Linked DNA regions of Mus musculus: region 2 is linked to region 1. Evidence: chromatin contacts called from public HiChIP or PLAC-seq data. All regions are on one chromosome and are shown on one strand. The core of a region is the stretch at or near the end of the contact, and the rest is flanking DNA. Distances in the headings are between cores, read along the strand shown. Region 1 overlaps Rasgef1b (RasGEF domain family, member 1B). Region 2 has its middle 24 kb from the start of 2310034O05Rik.

What was found. HiChIP or PLAC-seq counts read pairs in DNA pulled down with a chosen protein or histone mark.
Region 2: a contact with region 1 is called in a FOXA1 HiChIP or PLAC-seq map of pancreatic cancer cells. The contact joins two enhancer-like sites. A contact is called at or near these places in 1 of 15 datasets of contacts at CTCF or cohesin (large pre-B cells) and 3 of 115 datasets of contacts at active chromatin or transcription factors (astrocytes, microglia and pancreatic cancer cells).

Annotation. Positions count from the first base shown.
Region 1 is chr5:99,234,540-99,239,782 of GRCm38.p6, reverse strand. It overlaps Rasgef1b (RasGEF domain family, member 1B), which reads left to right. Exons shown (of 14, transcript NM_181318.4): 5 at 5,095-5,243. Among named protein-coding and RNA genes, the nearest start is that of Rasgef1b, 16 kb to the left of the region's middle. Within about 2 kb of position 2,717, at least 25 of the 459 cell types and tissues checked have an H3K27ac peak or open chromatin away from gene starts, as enhancers often do. A contact at or near this core is called in pancreatic cancer cells, where this site is marked.
Region 2 is chr5:100,183,628-100,189,063 of GRCm38.p6, reverse strand. No RefSeq gene overlaps it. Among named protein-coding and RNA genes, the nearest start is that of 2310034O05Rik, 24 kb to the left of the region's middle. Within about 2 kb of position 3,858, at least 13 of the 459 cell types and tissues checked have an H3K27ac peak or open chromatin away from gene starts, as enhancers often do. A contact at or near this core is called in pancreatic cancer cells, where this site is marked.

The sequences.
Region 1 (5,243 bases), core at 1,468-3,967:
ACAAGTTTGGCACGGATGTAACGCTGTCACCTAGAAAGAGGCACCTGGCAGTGAGTGAGCGATGTCCCATTTGTGGAGAGATGCACTGGGCCTCCGTGTCAGCTCTCTGGAGAAGTGGTTCCCTCAGCTCTGTGCTGCAGAGATAACACCTCAAGACACCTGACCTGACCCGTGTCACTGTGTCTTACTGCCATTCTCCTATCCTAAGATCCATGACAGGAGGCAAAACCAGCTCTTCTGAGCACTTAGCTCTCTCATATGGTTTTAACCCAAGACTTAATGCTTTCAAGCTTCTTTCCTGGCGCCGTGAGGAACGCCCCGCTGGCTGTGGCTCTTCTGATCCGTTTGCCTGTCTTAGGTTCTTCCTGCTGAGAATGAACCGATGCAGATGGACACCCACAAAGGTGAATGTCCAACAGTGCAGTTTGCCGGGAGCGTTCTGTTAGGGATGGCAGCTGCTGGCTGCTCGGCAGGGCCTAGGTTGGCTCAGTGGCTTTGGCTTATGACAAACTGGTCAAAGGATGAGTGCCATCCCAGGGCTGTATCTTCTCTGAAGCTAAGATCTGAGTCACAGTCAATTTTTCAGTTTGGTTCAATTATACGGAGCTATCCATGCTGCCGGCCGATCTCTTCTCTGTTGCTTCTCAGAGATAGGAACTAGAAATTGCTTCTAAACTTGTTTCTTCCCATAAAAGAAATACATGGTTATTATTATTATATTTAAAGATCTATTTTAGTTATTTTATGTCTGTGAGTACACTGTTGCTCTCTTCAGACACACCAGAAGAGGGCCTCAGATTCCATACAGATGGTTGTGAACCACGATGTGGTTGCTGGGAATTGAAGTCAGGACCTCTGAAGGAGCAGTCGGTGCTCTTAACTGCTGAGCTATACTTCTAGACTTTATTATTATTATTATTATTATTATTATTATTATTAATTTTAAAGATAAAATGCAGTGATTTGAAAATGCCAAATTGATGGCTTTTGGTCTTTCTTATGGAAATAAAAACCATAGTGTTTCTTTTCATTTGTTTACTGAGATCTGGTCTTTATCCACAAGGTCACAGCTTCAGGAATTGGGGGAAATGGAGGAAAGGGACAGACATCCTCTGACCCCAACTTCTCATTGATGTTGATACGCTTGTGTTAACAGCATGGAGAGGTCAGCTGGCTCATTAGTAGGTAAACAGGATTTACTGGGGAGTACACTGAACGCATGTACATGGAGGACATGCCTGCCTTCACTGGCCAGGGCTTCAGGATAGCTGCCATTTCTTGGCTGCTTTTATCCAGAATTTAGGAATTGGCTCCACACATAACAGTTGCTTGATTTGGGTGTGTTCTGGCTAGTCCTCTAAATTCCTAGTTCCCTTCTCATTCCATAAATCATGGCGCTAAGTGCCTTGTGCTAATGTGTTAAAGGCCCTTGCTGCACTTAACAGTCTTGGCAGTCTCCCTGCTATCGAGTACCTAAATTTCTCTTCTCAGAGAGACCTCCCACGACTCCAAGTCACAGACCCTCCCATTTTTGACTTATACCTTTTGTTTCCTGGCACTCTAGGGCTTGTAGTTCATTGTTTGTTGTTCCATTGGACTCTAGTCACTTTGTTCACGATGGTTTCTTTAACTCCTATTTAATGCTGGGCATGTACTTGGTTCCCAGTATATTTGAATGGATGGATGGATGGTGGATGGACGGACGGATGGATGGATGGTGGATAGATGGATGTTGGATGGATGGATGTATGTTCGATGGATGGATGGATGGATGGATTGATGGTGGATGGATGGATGGATGGATGGATGGATGGATGGTGGATAGATGGATGTTGGATGGATGGATGTATGTTCGATGGATGGATGGATGGATGGATGGTGGATGGATGGATGGATGGATGGATGGTGGATGGATGGTGGATGGACAGATGACTGAATGAACAAGCAAGTCAATTATGAGAATGGGGAAACATTATTCCTCCCAGTTGAAGAATCCTTGGTTTGAATTGGGACCTGTTGCTTCTTGCCTCTGACTTCAGGGGATATTTTCTTTTTGGCAATCGGTGAGTCCAGGTGTGCCCTGTGTATAATTTAGTCAGGTTCTTTAGGATCTGCTAGGACAGTTCCACATAATTTGACTTAATGTGCTTCTCCCCTGGGGATTTGCCCCAGATGAAGTGGTTTTATTAGGGCTCGCCTGAAAGACACACAAAATAAAACTAATGATTGAATTTCATGACAAACGACCGGAGTGGGCGGCATGCAATTTCCCTTCCTTAAGGGGCTGGCCTTTGTAATAAGGACTTCAGCCTTTATTTGCCAGGTAATTACTGTCGCTGGCAACTGAAGTTATAAAGAAGAATAAGTACATATTTAGCAATTCATGACTCAGTGAGGAGGCATGCTTAACTTCACAGGACCTGATTTCTCAAACAGCATCAGACGAAAGCAGGAAGCTTTGAAAGGGGTCACAGTACCCCCTCTCCCTCCCTCCCTCTCCCTCCACACAGATTTCAATACTTCCGTTGTGTACTTTTTTGTGTTATATCTTGCTGTTGGTTTTTGTTCACTGTGACTTGCAGTTCCCCCACCCTCTTTCCAAACATGACATTTTTCAGAGGAGAACACAAATCTTTCACCTGATAAGCCTTTCAGGAGAGCTCCGCTTCCTACCCATTGCTGCCTGCCAGAATCATCTGAGGTGGATCTGCAGTGTGCTGCGCAGACTGTGCCTCATCCCAGTTCAGGCAGAAACCTGCCCCAAGCTGCAGCCCATCCTGCTCAGCCCACTGGGATTTTTGGTTTTGTTTGGTTTGTTTGTTTGTTTTGCTGGGACCTTCAGGTGGTGACCGGTAGAAAAGTGGCCATTCCCACCAAAAGTCTCTTGAGTTAGGGACCCTGAGAAGGTCGAGAGAGGCGAGGTGTGAGATATAGACTATCTTGTGTGGGATGTAAAATGACGCACATTTTAAAGATGAGTGTTTTGCTTTCCCAAGTGGAAAGGAACTTTTCTACACATGCTCCTTACATTAGTATCCAGGAAAGAGCACTGGGCTGACTTTTGCTTTATTTACAATAAATCGAGTAGTGTAGGAATCTGTTCTGACTATCGAGTAAGAACATTTACACAGTAAACATGCCAGCCCCACTCCTGTGAACAGCAGTTAGTGATGCCAGCTTTGTGTGTACCTTGCTCCTTGGCTCAGATGTACTCAGGCATGGCTGAGCTCACCCATAGGAATGGTGGGCTTAGAGAATTCAGTTTGGGTTTTGTTTTTGTACTCTTTAACTCTTCTCAGAAAAATTTGACCGAGATGTCCCTTATCTACCCCAAAATACACTTTTTATGTCAGTAACGGCAGTTGTGGCCTACGCTTGTAACTAGTTTTTGTTGCTGTTGTTTTGTGTGCGTTGGCATTGGGCTTTCCTGTGTATCTGTGTGATGGTTTTGGGACTCCTGGAGCTGGAGCTACAGACAGCGGTGGAGCCTCCATGTGGGTGCTGGGAATTGAACCCAGGTCCTCTGGAAGAGCTCTAACCACTGAGCCATCTCTCCAGCCTCTGTAAATAAGTTGTAATGACTGCAAAAAATGTAACATGTTTTCTACTCGGGGTGCCACATGATGTAGCTAACGTGTCTAAAGGAGAGTCATATATTGGGAACTGTTGCATAGCTTTAAGAAGCAGTAGGAACACGCATGTAGACATTTATAAGGACGTTTGGTAGAGAAGATCAAAGTACACATCACAAGTCAGTTCTGGTGTATCTCAGTGTTGCTAGAGAAGGTGAGCTTGGGCTGGGTATAACGTAGCCCAGTACTTGCGTTTGACTCGTTTGGATGTCAAGGGAAGACATATTTTTCTTTGAGTGATAAATACAAATTAACAACCTCCAACCTTAATCCTCAGTGGGACCTAGATTGTTTGAAGTTTTGTTTGTTTGCTTTTTCCTTTGGGGGGGGGGGTGTTGTTTATTTGTTTGAGACTGGTTCTCATGTATCTCTGGCTGGTATCAAATTCGAAAAAAAAATATATCTTTTAGGCTTACAATTTTCAAATTTCGAAATGTTGGCAGATGCTACTGGGCACCTTTTAAAAAGCCATTGAGGAGTAAGCATAGGCTTGCCCGCATCTGTAGGCTCCCTGGGTCTGTCCTCCTGTGGAGCTATCTGCCTAAGTGCCCAGCTGGCATTGAGTCAGTCTGCACGGCTCTTGCCAACATGAGCATCATAATTTACCTCGAAGGATGGTTGGCTGTTAGCAGTTGGAGGATAGAAAAGAAAGACCAGAATAACTCCATATCAAATAACTATACTCAACAAAGGAAGGAAGGAAGGAAGGAAGGAAGGAAGGAAGGAAGGAAGGAAGGAAGGAAGGAGAAAGAGTGGTTGACTGGGAAGTCACTACTTTGCTTTAAAGAGTGTTTTAGAGGCAAGTGGTCGACATTTACCTATAATATATGAAATACCTTTGTAACCTATGCCTCCTAAGAGTCATGAGTATAGCACGGTGCAGTCATCAATGAGGTGGCATCTGGTGGTAGCATTGTGGCGAGAGCTGCCCTGAGAGAGAATGCCAGTGAACATCAGTACTGACCCGTGCACGGGAGGGAATGGACGTGAGTCAAGAGAGGTCAGATGACAAGAGTGAATACCCAATTCCACTGTAGATGGGAAAGATCAGGAAGGTGGACTAGACAGTGATGGTGCATTCTTGTCACGTAGCTGCTGTGCACTTGGCAAAACAGGGCTGGAAATTATAGGCATGGAGAAGCCCCGTAGGTGACTGTAAAATCATGGGAAGACGATGATCCACCTTGAGATAGTGAACAGAGACAGTTTCACTAGAGCACGCTTAGTTGTATGTAGTACTCATTATGCTGGACCACCTCTAGAGCTAATCTGAAGTTTCTGAGGTGTTTTTGAGGCCCAGCCTGAATTATATCTTCACAAGCAACCTGAGAGAACCTAGGTTATTGAAACCTAGGTGTTTAGCTGCTAGAGCTCAGAGCATTTGAAGACAGGGTGTCTGAGGCCTCACAGTGCTGGAGAAGAAGCAGGGCAAGAATACCATCCTCCCTTCACTTCCTAGCAGACGTACCGGAAGAACGTCCAGCAGATGATGCAGTGTCTGATCCGAAAACTCGCCGCCCTCAGCCAGTATGAGGAAGTCCTGGCCAAACTCAGCTCCACAGCCACGGACCGGCTCACGGTTCTGAAGACCAAGCCCCAGTCCATACAGCG
Region 2 (5,436 bases), core at 2,609-5,108, 950 kb before region 1:
CCTATTTTTCTTCTAGACTTTGGATTTTGATTTCCCAGACCCTCCTAACAAGTGCCTGAAGGCTAAGCAAGGTTGGACTCCATTGCTTGAACCACAGACTGATCCGAGAACTGCCTAGTCCAGAGCGGAGAGGAGTGAGCGGTCACAGAACACGAAGGACAGGGGATTGGGAAAGAACGCATGGGAAAGCATCCTGAACAGAGGTTCTCAACCTGTAGATCTTGATCCCTTTGGGGGGGAGGGGTCAAACGACCCTTTCACAGGGGCCACATGTGAAATGTTCTGCTATCAGAAATTTACATTATGGTTCTTAGCAGTAACAAAATTACAGTTAGGAAGTAGCAAGGAAAATAGTTTTATGGTTGGGGATTACCATTATGTGAGAGCTGTATTAAAGGGTTGCAGCATTAGGAAGGGTAAGAACCACTGGTCTAGAAAGCAGAAGATAGCTTAGATATCAATGTTAGATTTTAAAACATAAGCTAAGTGTGTGGGTGTGTGAAGGACCGGACACAATCACTTCCCACTGAATGTATAGAAGAGACACTGTAAAAAGGTGAGGATCACTTGATAATTAAAGGGAAATAGTATTTATTGAAACAGAAGGAAAAATATATCCTGATTGGAAAGTCCAAGTGTGTTTAGTTATCTGGGAATATAGTTGTTCAATCTACCTGAAGCAGGAAGGACTAACAAAGGGTTTGGAGGTTTAATGGTTACTGCATTCTATTGATGTTGAAGGCTAAGGTGTCTTAGTCCAATTTCTGTTGCTGTAATAGAATGCCAGAGGCTGGGTAAAGAATAGAAGTTGATAAGGCTCACAATTAAGAAGTAGTTGTGGTAGGATGCTGTTGGCATCTAGTGCGGGCTTCTTGCTGCATCCTGACATGGTGGAGGACATCCCGTGGTTAGACTGAGCATAGAAGTTGCTCTAATACAGTCACTTATGCTACCACATGGCTCTCACTCCCCTGACATAATCTAATCCTAATTATTTCCCAAAGGCCTGACCTCCAGGTTCCCAACACAGGAAATCTGGAGGACAGTCCCAAGCCAAACGCTAAAACACAGACATTGGATTTTATTTGGTGGGTCCCAGGGAATGGGGACTGCTGGTGTTTAGGGAGAGTCACTGGCAAAGGATGCATTTGGGTGTAAAATCTGGTAGCCATAGATAAAGCGGCCAGTCAGGACCCTGCTGAAGGCCTGGCTAACTCTGAAGCCTACTGGTGCTGGTAGAAATGGGGAAAACAACGTGCAAAATGGAAATAAGAATTTGTAAACTGACAGCTCCCCTGCTTAAAAAACAGCCACAAAGCCAACTTTCAGTATGCGTTGGCACAGCCTCTGTATTTATAAATACACTGTATTTACATAGGGAGGAAGGGAAGCCTGTAACACTTCCATATGCTGCTATAACATAACTCTCCTCAACTACTTGACTGGAGAGCTTGCTCTATACATTAGTAAGAAACAGAATAATTAGCCAGAAAAAAAAATCTCTGCACCTTTCTATGAAAGTACTTGTGTGTGTGTGTTGTATATAATATGTGTGCACTGTGTGTGCATATATGTGTATGCACTGTGTATGTGTAATTATGTGTATGTATATGCACATGTGTGTATGCAATTGTGTACATGTAGGCATGTGTATATGTATGTGTACATATGGTATGTGTGCATATATGTGTTTGTATGCATATGTGTGTGCATGCATCCACTTATTTTTAATGTGGTTTGCAGCAAAATCTTAGACTTCAAAGGATGCATCCAGTTTCATTGAGGAATCAGATGGCTTCCTGTTCCCCTTTTTGCTTCAGTTAGACCTAGTGTTGGATGCAAGGGACTTCTGCTGAAGCAGAGGGAAATTCACTCACTGAGTTGTCAGTGGAAGGTGAACTTGGTAGTTCCCAGGACAGTGACATTGTGGAGGCTCCTTAACAATGGGCCAAAGCAGCCATGTGATTTGCTGCTCTCCCTCTACCATGGGTCAAGTCTGTTGATTCTACTCCATAATCTAATTTGAAACTTGAATCTCCTCACTATCACCCACAAAATTCAACCCACACTACCTTCTTGGTCACAGAATGTCCAGTCAGTTAGGTCCTCAGCTCTCCTGTAAAGAGATCGACTGGCTGTTGTCTGTCTCACGTCTCCCTTCTCTCCCTTTGCTAAATACAACAAGGAGGTCCCAGACTCCTGCTCCAGCCACTCTGGGGCCAGATCCAAGACTGATGAACGAGGGTTTTCTCCTTTAGGAATTTAGAATTAGGACTCAAAGACACCAACAAGCTGTTGAAGTGCTGGGTCTGAAGACCGGGGAACCGGAGGCCGTTTGAGGGAGGCCAAGTAAACAGAGAAAGCAGAGTTTATCTAGAGCACGATAGTACAGATGAGATCCAGACAGAGGGCATTCACCTAGAAGGAGAGGAGATGGAGAGAGAAGAGAGGCCCCAGGAGAGAAGGGGGGAGGGGGAGAGGGAGGGAAAGGAGGGGGAGATTGGCTTAGTTACCTGGTTTCACAATATCACTCCTTCTAGCTCCCAGATGTTCCTTCCTTGGGTTCAAATCATTTCCCTACAACCTTGTCACGCTCCCACCTGCCTTCCAGACAGTTTAAAGCCATTCCTATTTTTTGTACCAAGCATGCCCTCATTAACAATCTATGGTATTTATTCCATGTTCTGTCTTACACTAATTGTATTATACTGTAGCTGCTGCCTCCGGGTCTCTCTCTCTCTCTCTCTCTCCTGGCTGCCTTTGAACTTCCTTAAGGGTTGAAAGTTTGTCTGCTATCTTTTGAATTCCGGTGCTCAGGAGAGTGACAGCCATACCTCAGCTAACTATCTAGAAAGTACTTTTCTAGTTAGAGGTCAACCCTTTCACATCCTGTATCGATCCCAGCTTAGTATGACTGTGTTTCACATTGAGTTTTGACAACATGAACATCAAACACAAGTGATTGCTTCTGATTGGCCAGAGTCCCTGAGTGGTGCAGTCGGAGCTGGTAAAGTCGGATTCCTGGGGTGGGAGGGGCCATGGGAGGTCACTGCGGTCTGGAAACAGGGAGGGCATCAGATTATCATGGAGCATTCGCCATTTGATTTTATTTAAAAATAGATAACTTCACATACACGAAATGTGTAGCAACAGTAGTGCAAAGATTAAACAAACAAACATGCAATGCATGTTCCTACAGTAGGGCAAGTGTCTAAAGCCCCAGATAGTTCATATTCATATGCATTCATATAACTTACAGGGTGGGAGTATTCCTTCTGCTAAAAATGTATTTCATGAAACAACTAGAGGTTTCTTTCTGCTCGTGTCTGGATTTCCTAAGTTTTAATAATAGCTCTGTGATATCTCAGCTAATTAGATATGCATTAGATTCTTGAATTTTCCTATGATTGCTTTGGTCCTCCCTCCCCCTTCCTCCCCTCTCCTCCCTCTTCCTCTCTCCCTTCTTCCTCCCTCCCTTCTTCCATCCCTCCTCCCTTCCCTTTCCCTCTCTCCACTGTTCCTCCATTTTCTCTCTCCCTCTCTTTCTCCTTTCCATCCATTGTTGATGTGGTTTCTTTGGAAAACATCACATGAATTCTTCTCTTCTTTTAGTTTGATTCTTTTAGAATAAATCTACCCAGATCCACATTACTGTCATAGGGCTGAGCTTTTGTTCAACAACAAAGTTCACTGAGGATGTAGTACGCTGGCTGCTAAGCAGGACAATGGTGTGATCCTGCCTCTCAGCCAGTTCCCTTGCTGCCTCTTCCCTTCTGGCTTGCCAAAGGGTGCCATGCAGGCTACAGTGGGGGAACTGGCATCAAAGGGCTTACTCAGCTGTGGTCCCTGCATGCTACAGTACTGACTGGACAGGAAGTGTCCCTGGAGCAGTAGTGGAAAGTCTGTTATGAGGGTAGTTAACTGCTGCTGTCTACCCGAGCTGAGGCCTCTGCCTCAGGATACAATCCGTGTGTGGTACTGCAAACCTGGTCAAAAGCTGGTGACTGGGATGAAGCCATGGGCATTACTAAATACTAAAAATGCTGCTATTGTTCTGCTAAATGGGTATAATGTGCCCATCAAATTGTAATCTAAATAATTATGTTTATTTCCATGCTATTATTAGCTTTGGTCAGAGACAGTCCTTTTGGCAGTGGACAGTAGTAACTGCAGAGATTTATAACTGATCAAAGTGGTGAAATTAAGAGACTGTTGCACACTCAGCCGTGGATGGAAGACTCTGAACTACCCCTCCTAGGCTCAGCCATGGATGGGAGGTTCTGCACTACCCCCTCCTAGGCTCAGCAGATAAATTAGAATATGCCATGGCAAAGTGCTATCCCATAGGGAAGAACAAATAGCTGTGAAGCCAGACTCCTTTGTCTTGGAGCTGGCTTTACATGCTATATTTCTTACCAAAGGATGCCATGTTCTCTGTCCACACCAACACTGACCCGGTGACATTAACCAGGAGATCCAAAGGAAAGAATTTGTGATTCTTCTAGTATTACTAGTAATAAAGACCATCCCTTTGCTGAGGACTTACTCTCTGGATTGTATGATGTAATACAATGTAACCCTCTCAGTGATCCTGTGAGCTGGTTGGTTACTTTTATATACAATGTAACCCTCTCAGTGATCCTGTGAGCTGGTTGGTTACTTTTATATACAATGTAACCCTCTCAGTGACACTGCGAGCTGGTTGGTTACTTTTATATACAATGTAACCCTCTCAGTGATCCTGTGAGCTGGTTGGTTACTTTTATATACAATGTAACCCTCTCAGTGATCCTGTGAGCTGGTTGGTTCCTTTTATATACAATGTAACCCTCTCAGTGATCCTGTGAGCTGGTTGGTTATTTTTATGTACAATGTAACCATCTCAGTGATCCTGTGAGCTGGTTGGTTACTTTTATATACAATGTAACCCTCTCAGTGATCCTGTGAGCTGGTTGGTTCCTTTTATATACAATGTAACCCTCTCAGTGATCCTGTGAGCTGGTTATTTTTATATACAATGTAACCCTCTCAGTGATCCTGTGAGCTGGTTATTTTTATATACAATGTAACCCTCTCAGTGATCCTGTGAGCTGGTTGGTTACTTTTATATACAATGTAACCCTCTCAGTGATCCTGTGAGCTGGTTGGTTACTTTTATATACAATGTAACCCTCTCAGTGATCCTGTGAGCTGGTTACTTTTATATACAATGTAACCCTCTCAGTGACACTGCGAGCTGGTTGGTTCCTTTTATATACAATGTAACCCTCTCAGTGATCCTGTGAGCTGGTTGGTTATTTTTATATACAATGTAACCCTCTCAGTGACACTGCGAGCTGGTTGGTTACTTTTATATACAATGTAACCCTCTCAGTGATCCTGTGAGCTGGTTACTTTTATATACAATGTAACCCTCTCAGTGATCCTGTGAGCTGG